2 separate regions of the Macaca mulatta genome follow, and region 2 is linked to region 1. Evidence: chromatin contacts called from public Hi-C data. All regions are on one chromosome and are shown on one strand. The core of a region is the stretch at or near the end of the contact, and the rest is flanking DNA. Distances in the headings are between cores, read along the strand shown.

The links. A called contact is a pair of places that touch in the nucleus more often than the background predicts.
Region 2: a Hi-C map of fetal cortex germinal zone shows a contact between it and region 1, with 6 times the contacts expected there. The contact joins the promoter of PNPLA4 here to the promoter of NLGN4X in region 1. A contact is called at or near these places in 2 of 14 Hi-C or Micro-C datasets (fetal cortex germinal zone and fetal cortical plate).

The regions. Positions count from the first base shown.
Region 1 is chrX:5,789,177-5,792,994 of T2T-MMU8v2.0, forward strand. It overlaps NLGN4X (neuroligin 4 X-linked), which reads right to left and starts at 2,284. Exons shown (of 6, transcript XM_015126897.3): 1 at 1,983-2,284.
Region 2 is chrX:7,453,400-7,457,101 of T2T-MMU8v2.0, forward strand. It overlaps PNPLA4 (patatin like phospholipase domain containing 4), which reads right to left and starts at 1,565. Exons shown (of 7, transcript NM_001193844.2): 1 at 1,408-1,565; 2 at 53-245. The coding sequence starts at 232. LOC114674912 (a long non-coding RNA gene) reads left to right here and starts at 1,626. Exons shown (of 5, transcript XR_003726006.2): 1 at 1,626-3,526.

The sequences.
Region 1 (3,818 bases), core at 1,034-3,533:
GGAACGCAAAGCTCCGGGTGAGGCCTAGGAGAACCACGCCGAGGGACCCCAGCCTACCGGTTCTCGGAGGGGCGAAAAAGCCAGGTCAGGTTGAGGGAGAGGAGGAGGAAGGGGTGTCCAGGAGAACGACTGGAAGATAAGAGCATCCCCCGGGGTAGCGACCGGCCTCTTGGAAAACCAGAGGCGGAGGGAGCAGCCGCGGAGTGGAGGGCGCAGGCCGGGACCTGGGCCTCTCCTCCCACAGCAAGCCCCCCGCCCACGCATCATCTGCAGCCGAGCGGCACCTACCTCCCTCTCCCCACCTCATCCCTGCTCGCTCTTCTGCTGGTCAGGCCACGAGGGTGCCAGCGCGGGCTGGGGGCGCCCCAGCCGCGGCCTTGGGGAGGGGGCGGGACTGAAGTTCACTCTCTCCCTGCGTGGTCTAGAAGCCCCTCGCCCACCCGCCACTGTCTCCCCCGCCTCTGGCTGCGCGCTTGGCGGATCTTCTCCATCAGTTCTGCCCACTGGAGTGGGAAGGGGCCGGGCCGAGCCGCGCGGGAATTGGCAGGCGGAGAGGCGGGGAGGCGGGGTAAGAGACGAGATGAAATCGGCCCGGGACAGCAGAGAGCCTTGGGATGGGATGGGAGGGAAGAGGGGGTGGCGGTGGCGTTTTCCAGGGCTGTGGGGGTGGTGCGCCTATTGGAACCTACTCCTCAGCCTCCTTCCCCGTCCCCACCTAGGGGACTGGCGGACCGTGCGTCCCGCAGGCTTAACACTCCCCCCGACACCCCCGCTCCGAGAAGGGGTGTTCTCAGTGGGCACCGACTAGGGCTCCAGATCCCCTGAGACCCAGACAAGGGCTCCGGTCGTCTGTCCTCGCAGCTTCCAACTTTTCCGCTCCTCCGGATAAGCGGGCAGTTCAGAGATGGTTCCCAGGGCGGCAGCTGCAAGCCCCCCAGCGCCCCCATCAAAGGTTCAGACTACACTCAAAGGCTCCCGAAGAAGCAAAACCACCAGCTCTACCCCTTTCTGCGGTTTGCCTCACCCTTCCCACCCGCCTCGAAACCCACACACACGGGAAAGGGGTGCATGGAGCCCGCTCCCCGGTTTGCAGAAGCAGCGCGGAGCTACGGTCATTTCGTCTTCACGCGGGGTCTCCAGCGCGCCTGGATCGTTCCCTAGCCCAGCCAAGCCAGGTCTAATCAGTCTCGTGCGTTATTTCGTGCATCACCCAAGCCGTCATCTTATTCAAGGCCCGGAGATGAAGGAGGGAAAAAAAAATCGCTTAATGCAACCCCGACCAAGCCTGTTTTCCCTTTTTCTCTCTGGTTAACCGCACTCCCCCAACCCCGCAAAAAAGCACCCCAGGCGGTGGTAGCTGACAGTTTTCTTAAAGAAGAAGGGGGTGGGGGGGGGTGAGGGGGAGAAAAAGAAAAGAAAAGAAAAGAAAAGCCTCCCATGCCTCACAGTTTGCAGAAGTCTTCCTGCCTTCACCATCTCCAGCCCTGACCGCTTCGCTCCTTCTCTCCCTGTACTGCAGATACATATATATATTTTTCCCCTCTCCCCGCCACAATCTTCTGTTTATTTGTATGGAAGGCAGCGCTACTTTGTAAACACATCACACACGGCCCCAGAGCCGTTCAAATAGCTGATTGCAGCAAAACGCTTCCAAACAACGGTAGTCCGGATTTTTCTTTTTAAGTGAAAATAAAACCAAGTATTTCTGTGGAGAGGTTGCATGTAAAAGCCATATGAAGGTCCACACTCCCACCCACACCTAAGAAATGGAGCGAGACAGATAGGAGAAAGTCCTGTTCAAATTTTCCAAAAATAATATTAATAATCATAAAAGAAAAAAAGATCAAATAAAGTGAAACTCAAGTATCTGCAGTGAGGCTTTCCATCCTTTGCTGGAAAACCACTGCAAGTCAAAATGTTTAAACGGCTTTTTAAAATAAGGAGAATAATATCCCAGAGACACGTCTTAAAACTACACCTACCTTAGCTTTGGAAGAGCTGCATCGGCTGTTAAGAGTTCTTTTTACACGTCCAGATTTTTCTAGGCAACTCGAAACGAGGTATGATTCAGGAGGATGTTTTGAAAGCCCAGGAGCCTTCCCCTTCTGGAACCCCCCAACTAGATTTGCTCATCCAGAGGAATGCAAGAGCCACCAACACCGCCTAGTTTGGAGGAAATTCGTTGTTTCTGCCGTCAATGGTCTGTGGACGGGCAGAACAAGCATTACAATTGAAGCAGGAAGGGCCGAGCTAGTGGCTGAATAAGAGCTCTGTGCTAAGAGACAGAGAAGGGAGAGAGACGGTTCTGCAAGAAAAAGAGAGATTGAGGAGAGAGGTCCTGCTGTCTCCGGGGCTCTCCCTCTGCCATTGGACCAAACTGAATGAAATTTACAAAGCCAGCAGCCAATAGATCTCCGGAGTCGGCCCCATCACTACAGAAACCACATCCACAGCTACAACCTCATGCAAAGAACAGCTAATCCCAGTGCAAACCAGCTGTAACGGAGAGATCCCGGGTACCCGGGAGATAGAGCAGGTGGGCATGGCACACGGTGCCACAGCACCAGACGCGCACAGCAAACCTTCTTCCTCTTTGCTTTTTTAGGACTCTCTAGATACCCTCCACACCAAACATGCTGCAGTATATGCAAACATCTTTAACTGTTTAAGGTCATGATCTCCAGCAGTCCCTGTATCTGCGTTATTGTGAGTCAACTGGGAAGCAATGATATAAAAAAAAATTTTAAGAGCAGCAAACATTGGAATGCAGCTCTGTAAAGTACAGGACCTCTTTTATGCTCAGGGTATGGTTGAGAGAGGATCGATGAAAGCTTTTTGTTTTCTTCTATTCTTATACGTTCATGAGTTTGATAAAACATTGGAGTTGTGCCCAGGATGAGGCATTTGTTTTTAAATACGCCTCTTCATTTCCAGGGTCCAGGAGGTTATCTTTCCGAGGGAGTTTCAAGTTGCATGGGGCGAGGATGGGGGTATGGCCCCTGTACTTAAAGCTGAGTTGGAGAAAGTTGGGTTTAATTTGGCAATGCAAAGATCAGAGGGCATCATAGAGTGTTGTGACAATGAACACGGATTTTAAAATGAGATTGCTTGGGTTCAAGTTGCATGTGACTTTAGGTGTGTATTTTAATGGTTTGCCTCCATTTCTGCATCTGCAAAATGGAACAGATAATCGACATGTAATACTGTAATGATTAGCTGAGTTAATGTGTGGGCCCTCATAGTCTTCACAACAATATTACATGGTGATTACTTTTATTCTTCTGACTGGCCAGAAAAGTTAGCTTTTCTTAAAATTATTTCGTGGTCCATTAATTCATTTATGAAAGGAAAAAAATAGTGTCTGCAACACATAGGATATCCTCCTAATTGCTTCTGCTTTAGGCAGTAAACCGAAGCACGATGATGTGAAGGATACTTGGGCAGCATGACCAATAATAGGGAAGGTGATAGACACCAATTTGGGGACCTGGTTTCATGTAAAGACTCTATCCTCACAAACTTTGCCTTGTTGTAAAGTCAGTTATGTTCTGTGAATCTGTTAAACTGAGATTAAAATTACCTTTCCTGTGGGCTTCTTGTGGAGACTACATGAAATAATATGTATAAAAGCACCTTTTACCAACAAGATAGGTACACAGATATACACTTATCTATTAATAGGTACCTATACCCAATAATAGAAAAAACATATATCCATCCATACGTATGTGTGTGTTCTGATTATTGGATAGATATTTAGAAACATACATGTACTTTTTCCATTATTGTATAGATACTGAAGACCTAACACAATAATA
Region 2 (3,702 bases), core at 315-2,814, 1.7 Mb after region 1:
TTGGGTCTTAATTTCTTGATGAGCAACACAGTCTAAGTTACTACTTAATTACCTCTATTTTTTCTGGTGCTGTTAGCAGAACAGAAGCAACCAAGGATCCCGCAGACGCCCCAGCGAAAGCTTTGACATCCTTCAGAAGTTTTTTGCCATGTCTGCAAAGTGCAGATGCTGCCCCCAAGTGGTAAATGCCCAGAAATCCACACGCTGCAAATGACAGGTTGATGTGCTTCATTCTAGCTGCAGCACTGGCAATACAAAAAGCAAAAATGCTGTAAGTTGGAATAGTTTATCCCACGTACTGTGTAGTCTTATGTTGATCATCGTTCTAAGGCTTTCTTCTAACATCATTCTCTGTTTTAAGCACAGTGGTTTCAATTAATTCTAATTAAACACAAGAATATTTCAAGGAAATCTTTTCTTTCCCTCCTCACCTTGACCCAAGTCTTATACATTAAAAACAAACAAACAAAAACACCCCCAACATTCCACATTTACTCGGTACATAGATTATGCAATCTACGATTTAATTACTTGGCAAGAAACAGATGTATACATTCCAGTTGGCAAGGGCATTCGGTCTTTTCTCTTGACCCTTTGAAACGTTTTGCAGGGTGGGGGCGGCACTACCATTATGAAACAGAAAATTATTAGAGACCGTATCAAATTCCAAATGAACAATACATTTGTTCTTGGTAAGTGTATCAGAAAAGTTTAAATATAGTTCCCTACTCCCCTTCCCCATTTCTATTGAGCACCCATATTTTTATGAACGCCAATACAATCACTCAGTAACGCAATAAGCAATCACTCAACAATGCAATACATTTCTTTGCCAAGTATCTCAAGACTAACTGAGGTCATGACTGGCGAAGGCAATTTAAGGCTCCATGAAATGTCAGCCACGCCACCACTTTATACTTGGAACATATCTAAATAGAAAATTATGTTTTCCTATGCCTCAGTGCGCACTACTTGCCCACGTGAATGCAATTGTGCCTCCACAAGGCTGTCCATTCTGAAGGCCTCAGGGTTTCCTTGGGGGCCCAAGGGCCCCATTCAGGGACCCCAAGATGAGGCACACTGCAGGGCCTCGAAATTAGGGACCTAAGACCGCCTGTTCCTGATGCACCCGGCCAGGCCCTGTGAGGGCAGGAGGCTCGGCCGCCGCAGGCTGCGCTGGCGTCCGCGTAGACTGAATCCCAGTCAATGATCCGGGGGCGAGCCCCAGTTTTGATTCCACTTCTGCAAATGGGGACGGGAAGGGGTTTGGGTGCTCAGCATCCACGCGGCCAGGCCCAGCCAGCACAGGCACAGTGCCCTCCGGCGGCTTAGAGGCAGGCGGGGCCGGGGTGGTCCCCGCATCAGTCCCGCAGGAGCACACCCTTGCTGGGCCCCAGGGCTCCGTACCAATGCAGCCCCGGGACACTTCCGTGTTGAACGAGTCCCTTTAAGCAGATGGCGGGGCCCGACCGTCATTCAACGCCCTTCCGCCATCAAGGTAAAGCTACGCTCTACGCAAGCCGGCCCAAGAAAGTCCTGCGGCAGGGGTTGGTACCGCCTCCCGCGCAGACATGTGACGTCATCGCGCCGACGCAGGCGTCCGCTCGGCCCCGCCTGCTCTATTTAAACTTCTGGATTCAAGATGGCCGCTAGACCGAAGAGTCCTCCCGCGCAGGCAAGACTTACTCGTTTAGAGTCATGTTATCTTCGAGTATCTAGAGAGACATTTTAACCCACACCCTAGAGAGGCGTTGTAATCCCTGCGTATCTTTTAACGCTACTTGGCCCTCACCTGCGAAACTACTGTTCTTTAATAATCCTCATTTTCTGTGCCCCGGAAGTGCCTTCCTCTCTTCGCGTCTGTTTTCCGGAAGTGGTTCTTCTCCCTCTCCACCCTTGCGCCCGCTTGGGCGGTCCAGCTGCCCCTAGTGCCGACCCCAGGGGCTATTTGGCGGCTGAACATTCCGCATTTTTTCAAGGCGTGCCTTTGGTTTTTTTAAGAAGTGCTATCTAAAGGAGAGGCTGGACTATGGCTCTGGGGAACTTTCATATCCTTAGTTGACCTTAGGCTGTGTGACCTTGAGCAGGTAGCATAACCTGAGTTTCCCGCGTGACCTATGTGCAGATTGAGATGATAAAATGAGAGAGCTAAACCGGAAAGCTCTTCCAACATAGCCGGCCGTGAGCAGGTGGCTGTTTTGTCCTCTGGCACCACTGGCTCAGACTTAAGCAGCCTCGCTGACCGCCAAGATTGCATGCCATGCCCACCAAGATTTAAAGGACTCTGATAATTCTTTCTCTCCCCAGTGTTTTCCGTATCTAATCTTAATAAGCAAGCCTGGAGGAATCTCTGACTTGTGAGTGAAGGCTCTCCAGGTGCCCTGGTTTAAGGGCAGAGATTTATTTTCTCTGAGGCTACAAAGGAGCATCTGGGAGATGCGAGAATTCTTCTACCTTTGGCAAAACAGGGAGGAGGGTTGGAGCTCTCCAAGTTGCCTCTGGTTTGAGCTTTTTCTTTCTCTTTTGGTGTGTCGTCTCTGGCCAGCAACACCTGTGAGTCCTTGATTTGGCGATTAGGGAAGATGTTTTTAGTTCACATAACTATTCTTTAGAGAAAATTGATCCTGAAAACACCTTATTGCCTGATCATAGAATGACTGCATTACTCAGAATTCTTTACCTCCACTGGAATTTAGTGAAGGGAATGCCCAACGTACATTAGGAAAATACAGGCACACTCCAGTCCTTAAACCTTCCACAATCCTCTAACTCTTTAAGGTCGAGTGTGATCCTCCCCAGAACTGCATCTTCCAGGAAGTTCATGAGAAAGAAAGGATCCCAGGTCCCATCCCTGATCTCCTGAATCGGCATCTGCATTTTAACAGAATCCTGAAGCAGTGGTCTAACTCCTTTGGTTGTGGTATGGTTTGAATGTATACCTCCAAAATTCACATATTGAAATACTAACCCCCAAGGTATTAGGAGGTGGGGCCTTTGGGAGTTAAGTCATGAGGGTGTAGCCCTCATGAATGGGATTAGTACTCTTAGAAAAGGGACCCCAGAGAGGTCTCTTTCCACCATGTAAGGATAAAAGTACAAGGAGAAGATGGTAGTCTGCAAACTGGAAAAGGGCCCTCCTCAGAACCTGACCATCTTGGCACCTTGATCTCAGACTTCCATCTTCCAGAACTGTGGGAAATAAATTTCTTTTATAAACACTCAGTCAATGCTACTTTATTATAGCAGCCTGAATGGATTAAGACAGGTGGTCTGGTGTAAAGTGATGTGTTGGCATCAGAAGTTTAAGGAGAGACTGGATTCACAGAACCAGAATCTGGGATGCTGTTTACAGAGCAAGTATTTCCTGCATTTGGACACTGTCGGCAGGTCGATTCAGGAGACAGACGAAAACTTTATCACCGGGCAGTCTGGATGAACACCACAACTTTGAGATCTTTCACTTAAAGGAAAGATAAGGGCATCCACTATTTCTACACCTGGCTGGCAGAGTGAGAACTCACCAAGGGTAAGTCTCTTTGGAGCAGCAAAATGCTCCATAATTTAACTCTTAAAATTTTAAACTAGTATTTCTTCCTTACTCCCTTCTGTCTCGTATTGTATCTTCATGTAACTAGTTAAAAGTTGAGCTCCCAGCTGGGTGAGGTGGCATGTGCCTGTAGTCTCAGCCACTCAGGAAGCTGA